2 separate regions of the Sus scrofa genome follow, and region 2 is linked to region 1. The links are chromatin contacts, called in public HiChIP or PLAC-seq maps. All regions are on one chromosome and are shown on one strand. The core of a region is the stretch at or near the end of the contact, and the rest is flanking DNA. Distances in the headings are between cores, read along the strand shown. Region 1 overlaps PEAK1 (pseudopodium enriched atypical kinase 1). Region 2 overlaps PEAK1 (pseudopodium enriched atypical kinase 1).

The links. HiChIP or PLAC-seq counts read pairs in DNA pulled down with a chosen protein or histone mark.
Region 2: a contact with region 1 is called in an H3K27ac HiChIP or PLAC-seq map of alveolar macrophages. The contact joins two enhancer-like sites. A contact is called at or near these places in 2 of 2 datasets of contacts at active chromatin or transcription factors (alveolar macrophages and skeletal muscle).

The regions. Positions count from the first base shown.
Region 1 is chr7:57,238,205-57,242,589 of Sscrofa11.1, reverse strand. All of the region lies in intron 5 of PEAK1 (pseudopodium enriched atypical kinase 1), which reads left to right. Among named protein-coding and RNA genes, the nearest start is that of TSPAN3, 53 kb to the right of the region's middle. Within about 2 kb of position 2,624, at least 7 of the 83 cell types and tissues checked have an H3K27ac peak or open chromatin away from gene starts, as enhancers often do. A contact at or near this core is called in alveolar macrophages, where this site is marked.
Region 2 is chr7:57,418,755-57,423,139 of Sscrofa11.1, reverse strand. The region is part of intron 1 of PEAK1 (pseudopodium enriched atypical kinase 1); the gene reads left to right. Among named protein-coding and RNA genes, the nearest start is that of PEAK1, 24 kb to the left of the region's middle. Within about 2 kb of position 2,484, at least 2 of the 83 cell types and tissues checked have an H3K27ac peak or open chromatin away from gene starts, as enhancers often do. A contact at or near this core is called in alveolar macrophages, where this site is marked.

The DNA.
Region 1 (4,385 bases), core at 1,375-3,874:
CCCAGCTGTTAAGGATTCAGCATTGTCACTGCTGTAGCTTGGGTTTGATCTCTGGCCCAGGAACTCCTGCATGAGGTAGGCAGGTGCTGCCCAAAAAAGTGGGGGGAGGGAATAATAATGGTGCCCATCTTGTAGCACTTTTTGACTAAAAGAGAACTAAATGTCTCTGATAAATTTCAACTTCTTTCACTTCTTCCCTAGATTACTTTAAGAAAGTAACAGTCTTTGAGCCTCAATTTCCTTCTCTTTCAGATGTTTACAACAATGATGTATCTAGTTTTCAGGACTGAGGTTAGGCTCAAGTGAGATGATACATTGAAAGAATTTCTGAAAACATAGAGCTTTCTGTAAACTTAAGGTAACGTTCCCCCTTCCCATAGTCCCTTTTTACTGATTCTCTTCACTGGTTCAAAACCAATTAACATATCTAAATGACTTGTATGTGTTAATTTAGCTTCGAAAGACCAGATGGTGTCTTAGTAAATTAATGGATAAGGTAAACGTTTGGCCTTACCTGTCTATCAAGACAGAATATATATTTAGACCAGACCTTCAGCCGGCTGCTCTCTGCAGTTGCAGCACCGTCACCACTTTACTGTCTGGTGGCACTTGCAGAGTGACCCTGTGCCCCAGCCCACACTTTTTAAATTAAACCGAGGGGTAAACTGCAGACAGAAGATCTAGATATGAGTTAATATATTACTGTTGAGTCTAAAAAGGCATTTTGAGATTCTTTGTAGCATATCAATTGGGGTTATGGGGCCTCATCTATCTTGGGCCTTTATTGCTACAAAATCATCAATGCAGGATGAGTACCTATTTCAGAAAGGGACATTGAACTATCTGTTTTTTTCAAAACAACTGAGAAGTAGGGCTTGACTAACTTTATGTATTATTGCTGTGCAATCTTGTCTCTTTCCCAAATCAATGGTCTGGTATTGATTTCTTTGCTTGTAATGATGCAAAAGCAATCTCCAAAGAACAGGTGGCAAGTGGTTATATACTGGGAGATGTTGGCAGGTTTGGGAAAGGATGTTTTACACTAAATGGTGAATATAAATGCCTCTTTGAAGACCCTCTGGGTGTTTCTAGAAGTACCCAATTGATAGTACAACCTTAAAGGAATAAATTACTAGGACACTGTGAACCCTACCTTTGCAGAGATAAGCAAAAAAAGACCAGCAGTTGGCTCACATAACTTTTCACTGTTTGTCTTCTTAACATATCCCTTTCCATACTAAGGGAATTTAGAGTAGGCTAACAGGTATGACTGTCTCTTGAAGAAGCTAAAAGGTCTGTTAAAATGTTGCAAAAGGAAGTCACTGCTAGAATTTAATAATTTGAAAGCCAAGGGATTCTACCCCTTAAATGCCAAATACCCTGCGGTGATAAAGAGTACTATGATCTTTACCTTGAGTGTTGTCTGAGTTTGCTCAGGCCACCCTAACAAAATACTGTAGACTGGATGGCTTAAACAAAATAAATTTTCTCATAGTTCTGAATGCTGGAAAGTTCAAAATCAAGGTTCTAGCTGATTTAGTTTCTAGTGGGGGGCTCTCTTTCTGCCTTGCAGATGGCTGCCTTCTTCTTGTGTCTTCACATGGCTGAGGTGGGTAGGGACTTTCTAGTGTCTCTTCCTATAAGGACACTAATCCATGTCAGGGCCTCATTTAGCCTTAATTACCTCTTTGTAGGCCCTATCTCCAAATACAGTTAAATCACCTTGGGGGTTAGCATGTCAACATATGAATTTGGGAGGAGCGGGGTAAACAATTTAATCCAAAATGTTCTGTCCCTGCCCCCCACATTGAATTCATATCCTTATCACATACAAAATATGTTCAGTTCATCCCAGTAGTCCCAGAGTTCTTAACTCATTCTAGCATCAACTCTAAAGTCCAAAGTCTCACGTGACTATCATCTAAATCAGATATGGGTGAAACTCAAGGTCTGATAAATCCTAAAGCAAATTTCTTCTCCAAATGTGAACCTAGGGAAATAGTCAAGTTATGTGCTTCCAAAATACAGTGGTGGACAAGCATAGGATGGACAACCCCATTTAAAAAGGGAGAAATCGAAAAGGAAGAAAGGGATGATGGGTCTCAAGCAAGTTCAAAACCTTGCAAGGCCAATTCCAAAACCTTACAAGGCCAATTCCATTAAATACTGAGGCTCAGGAATAATCCTCTTTGATTCAGTATTTTGTCCTCCAGGCCCACTGGAGTGGCAGCATCAACCATGTGGCTCTGCTGGGCCCCTTGATCTTTGGCTTTTCGTAAGGGCCCACCCACATGGCTCACTGCCAGGGCAGGGTCACGCTTGGCCTTCCCAATCTGGAGAAGCATCCCTACCCTTCTAAACAGAAAAGGAAACTGCCTTGCCCTGGGCCTGTGGTGGGAGTAGCAGCCCTTGAATATCTAGAATGTCTTCAGGGTCATGCTTCCCTTTCCTTAAAGAATAGTTCTCTTTCACAGATAAATAGCTCTATGGTCCAGTCCTCAAGCATCCAAGAAGTCCAACAGCCTTCCTTCATTCCACCCAGCTTTCTCTGTCCCTTTAGTTCAAACTGACAGTGCCTTTGCTGGTATAATCCCACCTCTATTTCTGGCTTCTGCTGAGATGGCTGATTAAGTCCATGAGTCACACTCTGATGTCTTTATCAAGTGGTTATTCAGCCACACCCTTAGTATTCTCTTTAGAACAAGCTTTCTCGTTTTTTACAATATGGATAGGCTGAGAGTTTTCAAATCTTCAAGCTCTGATTCCTTTTTGTCCAACAATTCCTTCAACTCTTCTCTCTCCCTTTGCCCTTTACTATAAGCAGTTAGGAAGAAACAAGCCATTCCTTTAACATTTTGTTTAGAAATCTCTCAGCTAAATATTTAGTTTCATAGCTTACAAGTTCTGCCTTTCACAAAATGCAAGAGCACCATTTAGCCAAGTTCTTTGCCATTTTATAAGAAAGTTCATCTTTTTTCTAGTTTCTGATGTGTTCCTCATTTCTATCTGAGACTTCACTAGAATCACCCTTAGTGTTCATATTTCTAGCAACAGTCTATTCAGGGGTATCTAGGCTTTTTCTCTCAGGTGTCTTAAAACTCTTCCATCTTCTACCCAATTCCAAAGCAGCTTCTTCTGTATTTTTGGTTATTTGTTAAAGCAATACCCCACTTCTCAGTAACAAAATCTTCATCTTAGTCTGCTTGAGCTGCCATAACAAAATACGATAAACTGGATGACTAATGAATAATAGGGTTTATTTTCTCCCATTTCTGTAGACTGCAAAGGGAGAAGATTCTCTTCCTGGTGTGAGACATGCCAGGGGTGGGGAGGGTGGGGGAGAGAGTATGCACATTGGGGGGGGTCAGGGCTTTAACTTATGAATCTTGGGAAGACAAGTTCAGTCCATAGCTTTATTTGGTTTTTCATTCAATGTGAATAGCTTTATTTTTGTTGGTCTTAAACTAAAAGACATCACAACATAAAATAAGAAAAGGTATATTTGGGAGTTCCCTGGTGGCCTGGCAGGTTAAGGCTCCAGCATTTTCACAGCTGTGGTACAGGTTACTGCTGTGGTGTGGATTCAGTCCCTGGCCCAGGAATTTCCACGTGCCATGGGTATAGCCAGAAGAAGGAAAAAAAAAAAAAAGAAAGAAAGAAAACAGAAAAGTAGCTTTGGAGTCAGCTTAATGGGTCCAAATTCTGAATCTGTTGTTGTATATTCCCAAGCAAGTCACATAACCTCTCCCTTTTCACATGAATGGATACTCGCTGCTGTACCTACCTCCCTCATTAGAGGTTTATATGCATATGTGTTTATGTAGTGAAACTGCTTTTATAAACTGTGAAGTACATGTAAGAGAATGCATTGTTGTTATTAATAATGGAAAAATTACTTCTCAACATTCTCTTGGTCACTATCATTCTTTAATATTAGGTACTAGTCTTGAGCATATTTTGATAAGCTCTGCACTTAGATTATTTTCTTGCTCATTTCTTCAAAGACATAAACATCTTTTCTTAAGATTATGAGAGAAAGCTACTAAATGTTACAACCCTCTAGAATTTTAGCACTGCCCCAAATTGGAAACAAAGTGCCTGATATTAAGTAAACAATTTAATAACTTATGGTAGAGCAGCCCAGTGGAATGTTTGCAGAGGTTAAAAATGGTCATTATGAAGACTATATATAATCAAGGAAAACATTTTTTGTAAAATGTCGTATGGAAATAGCAGAATATCAAGTATTATGATCACTTTAAAAAACTGACCTACAAAATGGTAATATGCAAATAATTTCTATGTTAGAATGTTGATGATTATAGGCAATGAAAAACAATACCATTCACTTACATGTGGAATCTAAATCATGGCACAGGAGTTCC
Region 2 (4,385 bases), core at 1,235-3,734, 180 kb before region 1:
CCTTCCCATAAACATTTTTTTTCTAGGATTATAGAACAGAAACAAATTCTTGGTTTATAAAAATGAGTTAAAATATGTCAACAGAATAGAACAGAATAATGACCTGCTGCTGCAATTTGAATTCTGTGGCACGACAGCAACGTTTATTTTTAGAAGAGTTGACATCGAAACTGTAGCACTTTTAGTTCTATTGAAATGGCTTTATTGTGCCAAAAGGGTAGATTTAATAACTCATTTACTGGTGTTGGTGAGGAAAGCAACAATTCTACCAAATGTAATTTTTGACCCTCAGCACTTTGGTTTGTGGCGTAGTTTTTGAGTCCTTCCTCCTTCAGTTAACTCTATGCAAAAAGGGCAGGTTTGGGAAAAAATGCAGCTTGGTTTCCTTTCCATTTCATTCAATCCATTCAGTGTGGATTCCATTTTACCATGATGGATCTTAACCATTTTCATGTGCTATAACCAGTGTATCCATTTAAAAAGTGGGTTTAAATGGGTTTTATAGTAACAGTATGTCGCGTCTGGGTTTTATATTGACATGTATGCCTCAATATTAGCCAACCTGGCATTGGTCTCCCTTGATCTTTTTGATAACTTTGTTTGATGTGATTGTCAGTCTGAGCTAGTTGTGAAATGTGCTCCTCTTGAAAGTCACCTTCTAAGCAATACTTTTTTCTTTTCATCCCTTTTGAACCACTGGCCTCTCATGAAGTTAAAAGAGTTTGTGTCATTAAATTCTTCTTTAATATTTCATTAAATAATTAAGAGAAGATTCTGGTACAGTAAGGGTATTAGCTTAGTTTTTTGATGAATGAGAGATTCTTTTATTATGCTAATGTGGCAGTCCATGAAATACCTCTAGATTACTTCAGGATGGGGCCTGGTCACCAGAAACACCAACAACATGATTAGAAGCTTGGGACTTTAGGCTAGTCTGACTTCTGGGGAGATGGGGAAGGTTTGGAGATTGAGATTAATCATGTGGCCAGTGACTTAATCAATTCTGCCTATGTAATGAAACCCTGACAAGAACTCTGGACTCTAAATTCAGTGGCGCTTCTCCCCTAGTGAACACACTGATGTGTTAGAATGATGCACTCTGACTCATGGGGAGATGGCATGGAATATGGAAGCCCTATATTTGGGAATATCCTAGACCTTGCCCTGTGTGTATCCTTTATAAGAAAACTGCAATCATAAGTATAATGCTTTCCTGAGTTATGTGAGTTGTCTTAGCAAGTTATCAAACTGAGGGAATCATAGGAATCCCTGTTTTTGTGGCCAGTTGATTAGAAATGCAGGTGGCCAGGGGGCTCCTAAAGTGTGGCTGGCATTTGAAATAAGTGCAGTCTTATATGGGATAATGTCTTTTGGTTTGTGAGCTCCACGCTAGCTCTGAGTGGCTAGGGCCAAAATTGAATTTCAGTACACTCATTTGGAATTGAAAAAGAATAGTTGTACCTTTGTTATAATTAATGAACAATATTGATACCTTATTATAAACTGAGTTTGCATTAGTGTTTACTCTTTATGTTGTACAACTTCATGGGTTTTGACAAATTCATAATGTCATGGGTCTACCATTATAGTATTATACAGAATAGTGTCACTGCCTCACAAAACCCCTATGTTCTACCTATCCATCCTTCTCTTTCATTGCCCCCCAGCTCCTGATTACCACCACTCATTGCTTTGCTGGCTCTATAGTTTTGCCTTTTTTAGACTGTCACATAGTTGAAATCATATAATATGTAGTCTTTTCAGACTGGCTTCTTTCACTTAGCAATAAATCTTTAAGGTTCCTCCACGTCTTATTTTTTTTTTTTTTTTTGTCTTTTTACCTTTTCTAGGGCCACTCCCGTGGCATATGGAGGTTCCCAGGCTAGGGGTCTAATCAGAGCTGTAGCCTCCGGCCTATGCCAGAGCCATAGCAGCACGGAATCAGAGCCATTTCTATGACCTACACCACAGCTCACAGCAACACCAGATCCTTAACCCACTGAACGAGGCCAGGGATTGAACCAGCAACCTCATGGTTCCTAGTCAGATTCGTTAACCACTGAGCCATGGTGGGAACTCCCCTCCATGTCTTTTTGTTACTCAATAGCTTGTTTATTTTTATTGCTGAATAATAGTCCATTGTGTGCATTTACCACAGTTTATCCATTTACCAATTGAAAAATATCTTTTTTCATTTCTTTTCTTTTTTTCGTCCCCCCTCCTCCCACCATTTCAGCTTTATTTTTTACCTTTTGTACACATGGGCAGCGTGTAGAAGTTGTTTGTTCCTGGGCCAGGGATTGAACCTGCACCACACAGCAGCAACCAGAGCCACAGTGGTGAGAAAGGCAGGAGCCTTAACCCTCTAGGTCATGGGTTTTTTTTTTTTTTTTGATAAGATTACAATTCACCATCCACTCTTGCCGTACGTCAACACACACACTCATAGTATTGCATTGTATAGATGTACTCTCCCTAATTCTCTCCCTCCCTTGTGCCCCCCGCCCCCACCCCCAGAGGGCATTTATTTCCCCTCTGTTGTGGCCGGTCAGTCATGCTGAAATCAATGTTCACATGACCTGACCACAAGAGCATTTGCCCCACGCAGCCATTTGTTTTCTTTGGACTTTGTCTTGGTCTATGCAGAGATAGGTTTTCATTTCCACTTGTAAGGGGTCAACTGTATCCTTCCCTTCCTTACTAACTTCTGGAGCTTGCATGTCTGCTTTCAACAGACCTTTTCTATTGGCAGGGATGGCAAGAAAATTGCTCTTTTTTTTTTTTTTTTCTTAGGGCCATGCCTGCATTATATGGAAGTTCCCTGGGCTAGGGGTCGAATTGGAGCCTACACCACAGCCACAGCAACACTACATCCGAGCCATATCTGTAACCTGCACCGCAGCTCATGGGAATGCTGGATCCTTTATCCCACTGAGTGAGGCCAGGGATTGAACCCTCATCTTCATGGATATTGGGTTCTTAACCTGATGAGCCACAATGGGAACTCTAGGATATCTTGATTACTTCCAAGTTTTTGCAATTATTAATAAAGCTGCTATAAACATTCATGTGCAGATTTTTTTGGTAGACATTGGTTCTCCAATTGGACTGCAATTGCTGGATCATGTAGTAAGACTAAGTTTAGCTTTGTAAGAAATTGCCAAACTTTTCCAAAGTGATTTACCATTTTGCATTCCACAGCAATGAATGAGAGTTTCTGTTGCTCCATACCTTGTCAGCATTTGGTGTTGTCACTGTTTTGGATTTTAGCCTTTCTAATAGATGTGTGCTGTGGAATTTTATTGTTTTCATTTGCAGTTTTCTAATGGCATATGATGTTAGTATCTTTTCATATGTTTATTTTCCATTTGTATATCTTTTTTGGTTAGATGTCTTTAGGTCTTTTGTTTACTTTTTAATCATGTTTTTTAATTTGCTTATTGTTGAGTTTGAATTCTTTGCATATTTGGGGGTAATACTCCTTTATCAGATACGCTTTTGCTAATATTTCTCACAGTGTATAGCTTATAGTTTTTTCATTAATGATGTCTTTCACAGAGCACAGGTTTTAATTTTAGTAAAGTCCATCTTAAAGATTTCTTTGTTACTTGATCATGCTTTTGGTGTTGTATATAAAAGCCATCATCAAACCCAAGGTCACCTAGATTTTTTTCCCTATGGTATTTTCCAGGATTTTTATAGTTTTGTGTTTTATATTTAGGTCTGTGATCTATTTTGAGTTAATTTTGTATAAATTTTGTTTTCACTTTTAAAAAGTTATAAAATATTTGAAACATGTAAATTGATATGAAGACTAATATATTGACCAGTATAAAAGTGCCAAGTGGCTTTATAAAATATTCACATTTTGTTTTATAAACATACAGATTATAAAATCAGTCTCATTCCTTTCCCTATCTCAGAATTCAGTATGTTTCAAATCTATGCATATTTTTATAATATACTAAATATCTGTGTACAAGTTTTAAAATTTCACATTAACAACACTATGCATATTACACGTTTCAACAACTTATTTCAAAACTCAGCATTGTTTTTTTTTTGTCTTTTTGCCTTTTCTAGAGCCGCTCCTGAAGCATATGGAGGTTCCCAGGCTAGGGGTCTAATTGGAGCTACAGCTGCCGGCCTACACCACAGCCACAGCAATGTGGGATCCAAGCCAGGTCTGCAACCTACACCACAGCTCACAGCAACACCAGATCCTTAACCCACTGAGCAAGGCCATGGATCGAACCCATAACCTCATGGTTCCTAGTCAGATTTGTTAACCACTGAACCATGCATGACGGAACTCCTTTTTTTTTTTTTTTTTTTTTTTTAAATTTTTTTTAGCATTGTTTTTGCAGTTTAGAGCGGTGTTGGTT